Linked DNA regions of Zea mays: regions 1 and 3 are each linked to region 2. A link is a contact called in public Hi-C data. All regions are on one chromosome and are shown on one strand. The core of a region is the stretch at or near the end of the contact, and the rest is flanking DNA. Distances in the headings are between cores, read along the strand shown. Region 1 holds the start of LOC100279084. Region 2 holds the start of LOC103627568 (probable dolichyl pyrophosphate Glc1Man9GlcNAc2 alpha-1,3-glucosyltransferase). Region 3 holds the start of LOC100278632 (FCS-Like Zinc finger 1).

The links. Hi-C and Micro-C count contacts between places; a contact is called where the count stands out from the background.
Region 1: a contact with region 2 is called in a Hi-C map of endosperm, with 2.0 times the contacts expected there. The contact joins the promoter of LOC100279084 here to the promoter of LOC103627568 in region 2. A contact is called at or near these places in 3 of 25 Hi-C or Micro-C datasets (ear, endosperm and leaf).
Region 3: a contact with region 2 is called in a Hi-C map of leaf, with 4 times the contacts expected there. The contact joins the promoter of LOC100278632 here to the promoter of LOC103627568 in region 2. A contact is called at or near these places in 3 of 25 Hi-C or Micro-C datasets (ear, leaf and root tip).

The regions. Positions count from the first base shown.
Region 1 is chr5:205,702,811-205,706,085 of Zm-B73-REFERENCE-NAM-5.0, reverse strand. It overlaps LOC100279084, which reads left to right and starts at 1,944. Exons shown (of 1, transcript NM_001152134.1): 1 at 1,944-2,671. The coding sequence starts at 2,061. The coding sequence ends at 2,405.
Region 2 is chr5:205,867,699-205,871,144 of Zm-B73-REFERENCE-NAM-5.0, reverse strand. It overlaps LOC103627568 (probable dolichyl pyrophosphate Glc1Man9GlcNAc2 alpha-1,3-glucosyltransferase), which reads right to left and starts at 1,646. Exons shown (of 4, transcript XM_008647851.2): 1 at 606-1,646. The coding sequence starts at 1,619.
Region 3 is chr5:205,637,821-205,640,974 of Zm-B73-REFERENCE-NAM-5.0, reverse strand. It overlaps LOC100278632 (FCS-Like Zinc finger 1), which reads left to right and starts at 1,890. Exons shown (of 2, transcript XM_034059305.2): 1 at 1,890-2,370; 2 at 2,478-2,975. The coding sequence starts at 2,276. The coding sequence ends at 2,655.

The DNA.
Region 1 (3,275 bases), core at 695-3,194, 170 kb after region 2:
TAAGCTAAACAACAACTTATTAGCTGACTATCAATTAGCTCTAGAAGATTAGAAGATGACCTAAGATGAGTATACGATAATATTGAAGTATTTTTGCCAAACTTTTAGAGCTAATTATTAGCCAACTAATACGTTTTTAGCTGATTTTAGCTAGGTCGAGGTATCTAACAGCTAATACTATTTGAGTGGTATAGTTTCTAGACACTGGTTCATGGAGAGAGGGAAAACTGGGTATGTGTGTTTGGAATCCAGTATCTTGGAAAGCAATTTATATCTTTTTCAATACACCAGGACAAGTCCACCCTTACTGTATTTTTAAAACGATTGAGTCAATTACTCTTAACATTTTTCCTTCTTGCCAGTTTTATATATAGCATGGACTCATATTTTGTAAATTCAAAATTTGAAACAGTAACTAAACGTTCAAATCGAGTAGAGGGGGTGTCGAGGGGTTCGCGTGCATAGGACAAGGAAAGGTGGCAATCACCATCATTTCTACCAAGCCAACCAAGTACAATACGAAATTTGCTAGATAAAAACTGGTTTTAACTAAGGAATACTGCTAAATACTATCTCTGTTCTCGAATATATGACGTCCGCTAGTTTATTTTTAAACTAAACAGCGACAAAAAAAAAAGAACGGAAGAAGTATTAATTTTGGAGGTTTGAAACTATGATATATATAGAGGAAGAGGTAGTCCGTCTGTCACGCACAAGTCTTGTAATACCACCGTCCGAGCGTAATTCAGGTCTAGCTCGGTCGCCACGCGTCAAGTTCTGGCATCGAGGACGGAGACTCGGTTCCAAGTCGGGTCAACGCGACACCCAATCACACGGCGGGAGCGGGACGAGACCTTGTCAGTTACGTTGCCTTGTTTGTCGCAGCGCCAGCGTGTGGCTGGATCCACCGCGAAAGCTGCCCGGCCAGTACGTAAAGCCAAGGACATGACGACGACAGGAGGAGGAGACACGGCGAGGCGCGTGGAAAAGGCGAGCACACCGAGCATCGCACAAAAGCAATGTGCCATACAAAAGCAAGCTCGCCGATTCGACCTCGCACTCGCACACCGTCTAGGTAAGCCGTAGCCCACGGCTTCCCTCGTCCTTTCGCTCATTTTTAACCCCGCCGGACAACCTCGCGGTCGGACGGCCACGCGTCCGCGCCCAGATCCCAAAACTCTGCCTGTTCCGTTCCGGTGTCCTCGGGCGGGCCAACAGTACGTCCGTCCAACCAACACCATGTCACCATGTGCATGCCTTCTCAGTTCTCCTCCCCTGTCATTTTGCTCAAGCTTGGACTAGAAACTTTAGCGGTTTTAATAATAGAATCAATAATCTTCTGCCATGTCCCGTCGCTGAGTTGCACTGCACTGAACTAGTACAAATCTAATTTTGCATCGGAGGGATCGGCAGTAGTCGTACTGCACCTGGAGCGTTTGGTCTCGCAAATACAGCACGTGGCGACACCGCCGCACTAAACAAAGCAAGCCCCCCCCCCCCCCCCCCCCCCCCACCGAATCGAGCGTGCAAAATAAATAACAAAAATTAGACCGCCGTTGTCGTTTAGTGCTGCTGCAGATCTTCCGGTGGATTCTGCGGCATCGCAGTTAACAACGCCGGCGGCACCAAGGCGAGCAGAGCAGAAGGGCCTGGGGTATTGCCAGCCAACAGACAAAAAAAAAAACCCGGTACTGCATGCACCTTTCTTGTTGCCCCTAGCGCTGCTCGTACGGCCAAAATGCGCTGGCGGTCTGCTTCGAATCTGCGATGCACTGCAGCGGCAGTACAAGGGGGGAGGAACGAGAAGAGGTTCCTGGAAAAACTAGCCGTGGTTTCTCGAGCATCCACCACCCGGTTACCTGACCCTGCCCGTATTGTCCCGCCCTCTGCCGGCCGGGCCCCTTTTATTATAAAAGCACAGGACAAGACTGCCTCCTCTGGCCATCGCTGGCAACGAAGCTTCAGTGCTTCAGTGCTGTTCGGTTCATCTGTGCTTCAGCGTAGTGCTACTGGCACTGGCAGTGCCCTAACTAAGGTCTCCTCGGTCTCATCTCATCTCCATGATGGCTTCTTCCTCCTCCTTCTCTTCCTTCTTCGGCATCGAGCCTCTCGACGGAGGCGACGGCGACGCCTACCGCCGCGCCATGGACGCCTGCTCCCTCTGCGGGAAGCGCCTCGCCGGGGACCGCGACATCTTCATGTACAGAGGGGACACGCCGTTCTGCAGCGAGGAGTGCAGGCACCACCAGATGGCCAGGGACGATTTCGGCGCGGCGTTGAAGACGGAGCCGCGTCCGGCAAGGAGAGGGGAGCGACGCCGCCGCAGGCACGAGGCTCCTGCCGCCGCCGCCGCCGAGCCGGCCCGTGTCCCGCTAGCGCCAAATGTGCCCGCCGTTGTGATCTAGTGGTGCAGTGGTTATAGCTGCCACAGAGCGGCATCCGACCGGCTTCTCTCAAGGAACCAACCAGCGAACTGTCCGGTCGAGATGAGTAGCGGCGGCAGAGAATACGTTTGTGTGCAAGCAACAAGGAACCAACCACGCTGTTCAGTATCTCTGTGTTCTTTCGGTTTCTTCTGCTGTTGTTTGCCTTGTTGGTCACTTTTCTTTCTGCACGTGCTGAGCAACCAGTTGTGAGAGAAATGGATGTACATAACGGCATGTTCATGCAAGACTGTGCATTTTGGTGCTGCCCTCTTGCTCTTTGCAATCAGGTACGTTTATCTCTGGCTGCACCTGGCTTGAATCCGAGGGAAACTCTGGGTGTAATAATGACCTCAGTTAGAAGCGTGCCTAGAACCATATTAGTTTTAACTGTAAGCTGTTTAGCAGAAGTTTTGTACTAAAAAATAATCGATCCGTTTGAAAATATAATTCCTTTAACTTTTTTAACTCCAACTTTAACCCCTTGACCTATTAAAAAAAGTTCACAAAAAATGAAAATTTTTAAGTCATGTGTACAAAGCCACAACGAAGTTTTTATTTTTTCCATATTTTTTTTTGAATAAGACGAGTTGGTCAAAATTATGCTAAAAAAGCCAAACGAATAATAAATTAGGATTGACGAAGTATAGAACAACTTACAGTTCCCATCTGGAATAAAAAGAGAGTACTACTTTAGGTCCTGTTTGGGAGGGCTTCTTTTCAAGAATTGCAGCTTCGGTTTTTCAACTTCACCATGAAACAACTTTGATAGGTCGGTAAGATATCGTTCAAGAGTGTTTGGCTTATATATAGACTCTAGCTTCTGTAATATAATTAATCTGTGCGAGTTTC
Region 2 (3,446 bases), core at 397-2,896:
GCAATGTTCGCATTAAAGAGAATAAAATCATGATTCCAAACTGCAAATAAAACTGGTACACGGATATATATTTGCTAAAGTGGAACACAAAAATTTCAATGAGGTTGAAGTTTATCAATATCCACTAGTGTTTAAGAGTGAAGAGTTCTAAGCATTAAAATATCCGAGTACAGGAATTCAATAGCTCATTTTACAAAAAGATTAATAGCACAAAATGCAGAATTAGCATGACTGGTTAGCTATATGGAAACATTATTTGAATTCAGAGCTTGCAGTTGCAGACATCACAAGATTAGCAGAAAATTTTTACTAAGTTAAACTCCACAGCAATTATCACAACCAAAACCAATATTACTACTCATTAGCGGAGCTACACAAGCTGAAACAGCTCGAGCTCCTATAATAATAAATTCAGCAACACGATGCATTACTCTCCTTTACCGGATTTAATGCCAAATTAACATCAAGTCTCAACTGTTCACAAATCACAAGCTACGTTTCTCAGTTTCTTACTTTCATCAGAAACTAGACGTTTACAGATAAGCAACCATGATACAAACAAGTCGTTGAATCCAAAATTAAATTAAGCAACCAGATTCACTCACCTGACCATAGTACACGAAGGGCACAAATGCTGCGGCAAAAACAGCAGCCACTCCAGAACCCATGAGCACGAGCCTTCCCAGCCCCTTCACGACACCCCGGCCACAGCAATAATGCCGGAACAAATACATAAAGTACACCGGCGCTGCCACGAGGAACAGGTGCTTCGAGCACAGCAAGCATGCGAACACGACTCCCCCAATAAGATCCCACCCCTGCTCGAGGAAGTGCAGCGAAAGCAGCAGCAACCCAATGAGGAATCCATTGTACTGAAAGTGGACGTGGTCGACAGCTAACAGCGCCGGCGACCATACGACAAGAGCGAGAGCGAGGAACGGCCGCTGTTTCCGCTGCGCGTCCCTCGCCAGTAAGAGGACGGATCCGAGGAGGAGGAGGTCGGAGAAAGCAACAGTGAGGCGGAGGTAGATGAGATGCGCGAAGGGCGTCGCGTCACGCACGGGGATTGAAACGAGGGTGGCGTCGACGAGCGGCGCAGGGAGGGAGAGGAGGCGGGAGAAGTAAGCGAAGAAGGGCGGGTAATCGAGCGTCCACTGAGAGGAGGTGTCGGTGTACCACTGCCGCACGGGGAGCGCGTGCGTGAGGGCGAGCCAGTACCGGTGAACGTCGAAGTCGGTGGAACGGTAGGTGGGGACGAGGAGGAGTTTCACGCAGGTGGCGGCAGCGAAGGCCCAGGCCACCGCCGCTGCCGTCGACGTCGATGTCGACGGCGAGGTGGTGTAGGCCATCAGGGCGGCGCGGCTGGGAGGTTCGGGTTGAGATCTGGGGATGGGCAATGGGATCGCGACGTCGCGTTGTATGGGTCTTGGTGTTTCCTCACTTTGTTGGGCCGCTGCAGAGTGGGCCGAGTATTCGTGCCATGACTGCCGTCGGGGGATTCCATTGTGGGTCGGCGGCGCCGGAGTTCGTGTGCCGGGCACGGAGGAGATGAGCCGGCGGCGACTGTGGTCTGTGGAGTGTGGAGCAGTTGCCCCGCCTCGGTGCGTACTGGCTGGCATCCGAGTATTTCTTTTTAAAAACTGGGTGTAATATTATTTTTCATCGGCTAACAAATCGTTAGCTACAATTGCAGAAAAAAATCGTTCAATAACAGTCTCGACTTGCCCGAACGGAGTGCACTTTTGTGGCTCGCTAAAACAGGGCTCAACCTGCCGAGCCATCTTCCAAGCCGGCCTAATGATACAGTGATACGTAGGGGCGGATCTAGGAGGGGGCTGTCGGGGCTGCAGCCCGGTCGCCCCCATAACACATATTAATACATACTTTATTTATTTTAAAATAGTAGTCATTATTTTAGTAAATTAGTAGGTTTATGTATTTTTTATTTATGCATGTGTTTTTATATGTGTCTAAATTCATCATCATTTATTTAAATATAGACATAAAAATCAAGAGCTAAAATGACAACTATTTTGGAATGTAAGAGTATATTATAACATAAATGCAGGCTATAAAGGTTAATTAAGATAGGCCACAACCTTCTTTCTGATCATGTCATTCAGCTAGGGGTGTAATCGGATCGAATACGGACGGATATCGATGAAATCATATTTGTTTTCATATTTTTAGTCGGATTCGAATTCGAATACGGATAGCTTCGAATACGAATACAAATACGGATGTTCTCGAATACAAATATGGATAGTCGTGGATCGAATACGGAGCTAATCGGACACGGATAGCGTCGGTAACGAATATTTTTGTCGGATATCATGTAAGACACCATTCCACACATATCATAGTTGTAATCATTTAGCCCCTCCTTTAGTCCAAACATTTTTGAGGATTATATGTGCACATATGCTACACCTCCATAAAAATCCATGAATTTCTAAGGCTATTTTGAGTATTATTAATTTCTTTATGTAGAAAATCATTAAAATACAATTAAATTCATAAAATATTGAGAACTATGATATGTGGTTTCACGTGTTATTATGATATGTGGTTTCACTTATTATTATGGTGGTCGTAATCATTACGAGTTTCACAGATAAGTGGAAATGAAATGAAATAATTGATGACATCTTGTGGTTTTTATGGTTCAAACATTTTTGAGGATGCTATATGGACATATGTTACTCATACGCCAAATTTCGTGAATTTCTGAGACTATTTGTATATTATTAATTTCTTTTTGTAGAAAATCATCAAAATGTATTTAAATTCATAAAATATTATAGTATCGACAAAAAATTGCAAATAAGTTATCAAGACTAATAAACATTCCATAAGAAGATAACCTCAAGTCCCTACATGAAAATGAGAAAGTGAAGTAAAGGTTATGTTGAAACTTGATACTTAAGCTGATTTCACGTGTAACTCACGTAACAAGTGTAAGAAAATGAAAAGAATCATTGACATCTTATAGACTTTATGGCCCAAACATTTTTTAGAATTTTATGTAGACAAATGTTAACCCTCCGTCAAATTTTATGAATTTCTAAGGCTATTTGTGTATTATTAATTTCTTTCTACAAAAAATCATCAAAATGTAATTAAAATCATAAAATAATCTAGTGTCTACCAAAAATTGCAAATAAGTTACCAGGACCAATAAACATTCTATTAAAGATAATATGAAGTCCCTGTGTGAAAATGATAAAGTGAAGTATTGATTATGTTAAAATTTGGATAGTTAAGGTGATATCACATGTAACTCACGTAACAAGTGAAAGTGAATTGAAAGAAATGTTGGCAATCTTTAGATTTTATGGCCCAAACTTTTTTGAGGATGCTATATGGGCATATATTGCTCCTCCGTCAAATTTCGTGATTTTTTGAGACTATTTGTGTATTATTATAATTTTTTCTACAGAAAATTA
Region 3 (3,154 bases), core at 641-3,140, 230 kb after region 2:
GCCATTTGAATACTTCATTAGGCATACGATCCAACATCCACTAGAACCTCTTTGGTCGCTACACAAAACTGATTAGACCCATCTACTTTGGTACGATGAGGCGACTGTTCATAGGGTGCAATGACCCTATACCCAAAACCTTAGCTAAAACAGTGCCACTGTATAGCCCAACACACCCCTACAACTCTAGGGTCACATCGCACAAACTGTTGGACCTAGCGCATTTGTACAATGGGGTATTATTCGCAGGGTTTGATGATCAAGTGCTCTCGAGCTATCTATGTGGAGGCATTTGACCGATCCACTATCATTTGATGACCTTAAGACATAGGGTCTAACGCCCCAAAAACCCTTCAAACTTGTCCAAATTCAAAACTTTTGAATTTGGGTTTTGATCCTTACTAGTTTTGAGCCTCTCCTTAGCCGCCTAGAGCTAAATACAATTAGTGTGCAGCATATTAAACTCATTACACTTATCTGTGTCAAGCTAATAGTTTGTACACTGAATCGACACTTAAAACTAGTAACAAAATCCATAAGTAGGGCACTTGAACTATACATTACATAAGCCATTCTTCGCCATTGTAACCTTACTCAAATTTGTCTATGCAAAACATATATTAGTTACTTGTCATTAATCATCAAAACTTCTGAGAGTCTAGATGCTTTCATGGAACAATTTGGCCCCTCGTTGTCATGTTGATCATTTTGGCGAGTAGGACGGGTGGATATATGTCGTTGGAGTTGGTACGTGAGGACCTACATTTACTTCCATAATTTGTATGTTACTTAGTTAATAATGATAGTGCATAGCGTAATCATTTTTTTTTTTGAAAACTAGCTGCAGTCCTTCCCCGGCTTAACCAAGCACAAATTGACCGCCTTTTTGATTCGACAGGTTTCTTTCAGCTAAAGTAGAGCGACTGATGCTAATTTTGCTACGTAGTTTAGGTGGTAAATGGCATTGCAATGTATGTATCTCGTGATCTCGTCCGATGAGCAGCCGAAACGAACACTGCCGCTCGTACTGTCGTTCACGTACAGGTCAACGAATCAAAAACCCATCATCCAAGCATGCAAAAGCGTTCGCACCAGAAAAGAGAATCCTCGGAGAAGTGTGCAAGAGAAGTGACACCCCAAGCAGTGGATGATCAAGGGACTCGTGGGGTCAAGGTCTTCTCAGCAGCGTTTCGAGAATTCAGGCCACCGTGCAAAAGCATTCAGTGGCTTCGATGCGAGTAGCTCAACTACCCGGGAAAATGCCCCTCTCCACTGACTCCAACTCTCCAAGCCTGAAGACTTTGCGGTCCTTGTCGCACCGAACGCCGGCGAATCTGTGCTGTGCTATGCTGTGCTGTGCATCTCTTCTCGCTCAAGCGTTGTGCGGTCGTGCCGCCAGATGTCGTCCCGAAAAATTCTCGAGCAAGTTGATGAATCTCCATTGATACGGCAGGCACGCCAAAAAAATTTTTTAAAAAAATGGGGTGGGGGCAGGGCTCCAACTCCAAGCTGAAAGCAGGAGAACGCATTCATGTACCTGTTGAGCGATCGAGCTCTTCAATTCTTCGGCAGGTTCTGGAGATTCGCAGGCCAAAGAGAATCCGAGGCTTCATTTTTTTTATGATTGCATCGAAAGGCTGCTGTGATCCCACGGACACGACCACACCACACCGAGCCCGTATGGCTCGTACATTGCTGTAATTGACGAGAAGATTCACCGCCCCCGTACAGGTACAGATCTCCCTGGCAAGTGGGGCTAACTGCTAGACCGTGACCGTTCTGCCGAGATTAGCTGGAGCGCAGCAAGTGGACGAATCGCGAGCGTGGGACCCGCGGATCCGCACCCCCAGCGCGCCGGCCTCCAGGCTCGCTCAACGCATGCTGACAGGTGGGCCCATGGTGACCTCCAGGAGGTTCCTTCGTCCTGGTCCTGGCTGCTGTTGCGTTGCGCCCGTCATTTATTAAACGGCTGGAGCTCCTTGCCTACCCACCAAGCATCATCGCGCGCGGCATTTGACGCGGACGCGCGAGAGAGGAAGCAAGCGCCGGTGGCAGCATAATCGCAGGAGGGGGGCGAAAGGGATCGGAGCACGGCGATTTGCGGCCGCAGCCTACTCACACACAGGCGAGAGAAGGAAGAGAAGCCCCCCGATCGTCTCCATCAGCTCGCCGGCAGTGCACTGCAGCGCGGGCCGCGCGCGTGTGGAGCCGGATCCGGATTGCTCGCTCGCAAGCCGGTGGCGGTGGTCGGGGCCTCGGGGGGAAGATCCGATCCATGGGAGCAGCGGGGCCGGCCGGCGTGCATTTCTTGGACGCGTGCTTCCTCTGCCGGAAGCCGCTCGCCGGGAACCGCGACATCTTCATGTACAGGTAGGTAACGGCACTACACCGCTATCCATTTTCTTCCTTCCCCTGTTATTTCCGGAACGGCGCCCTCACCAGCCACGCATGATGCGCGCGTGCGTGCCGTCGAACAGGGGCGACACGGCGTTCTGCAGCGACGAGTGCAGGAGCGCGCAGATGGCGGCGGACGAGGCGGCGGAGAAGAGGAGGAAGGCCAGGGCGGTGACACGTGGGGCCATGTTCGCAAGGGAAGCGGAAGGCCCACAGGAGAGCGGCAAGGTCCGGGCCGGGTCGTCCATCCTGGCCCTGTAACCGTCGGGACTCGGGAGTCTGTCTTTTTCTGTACCAGGCTACCTGACGAGACGCGCCAGCCACCGGACATCATTGTTAGTTAGTCTACAAGGAAACAGTAAACAATCGACTGATCGACGTGGAGGCGTTCTGTATTGCTTTAATAAATGCTGATCCGTCTCTATCTGTACGTATGGTTATTATCGCGTGTAAGAAAGCTTGGAGCCGGTATCGTATGATCATTTGGTGCAACCGGACAGAGCGGGGGTCAGGTGGCTAGCTGGATCAGACACCGCACACTGTGATGATCACATGAATACACGAGTGCTCATTTATTTATAGGTTGATTCGACGGCTCGGCCACCATCCTGTTAATTTAAATTCCATTAGGCTCGTCCGCTCGTGCAAACAAAGTACGTGGACCAATGCAATCTGGTCACAGGTGAACTGGTTACTATTAACAAAGGGGGCATCATCTATCTCTTCGCGTGAACCAACGTTTTCAAAGGCACAAACAGAT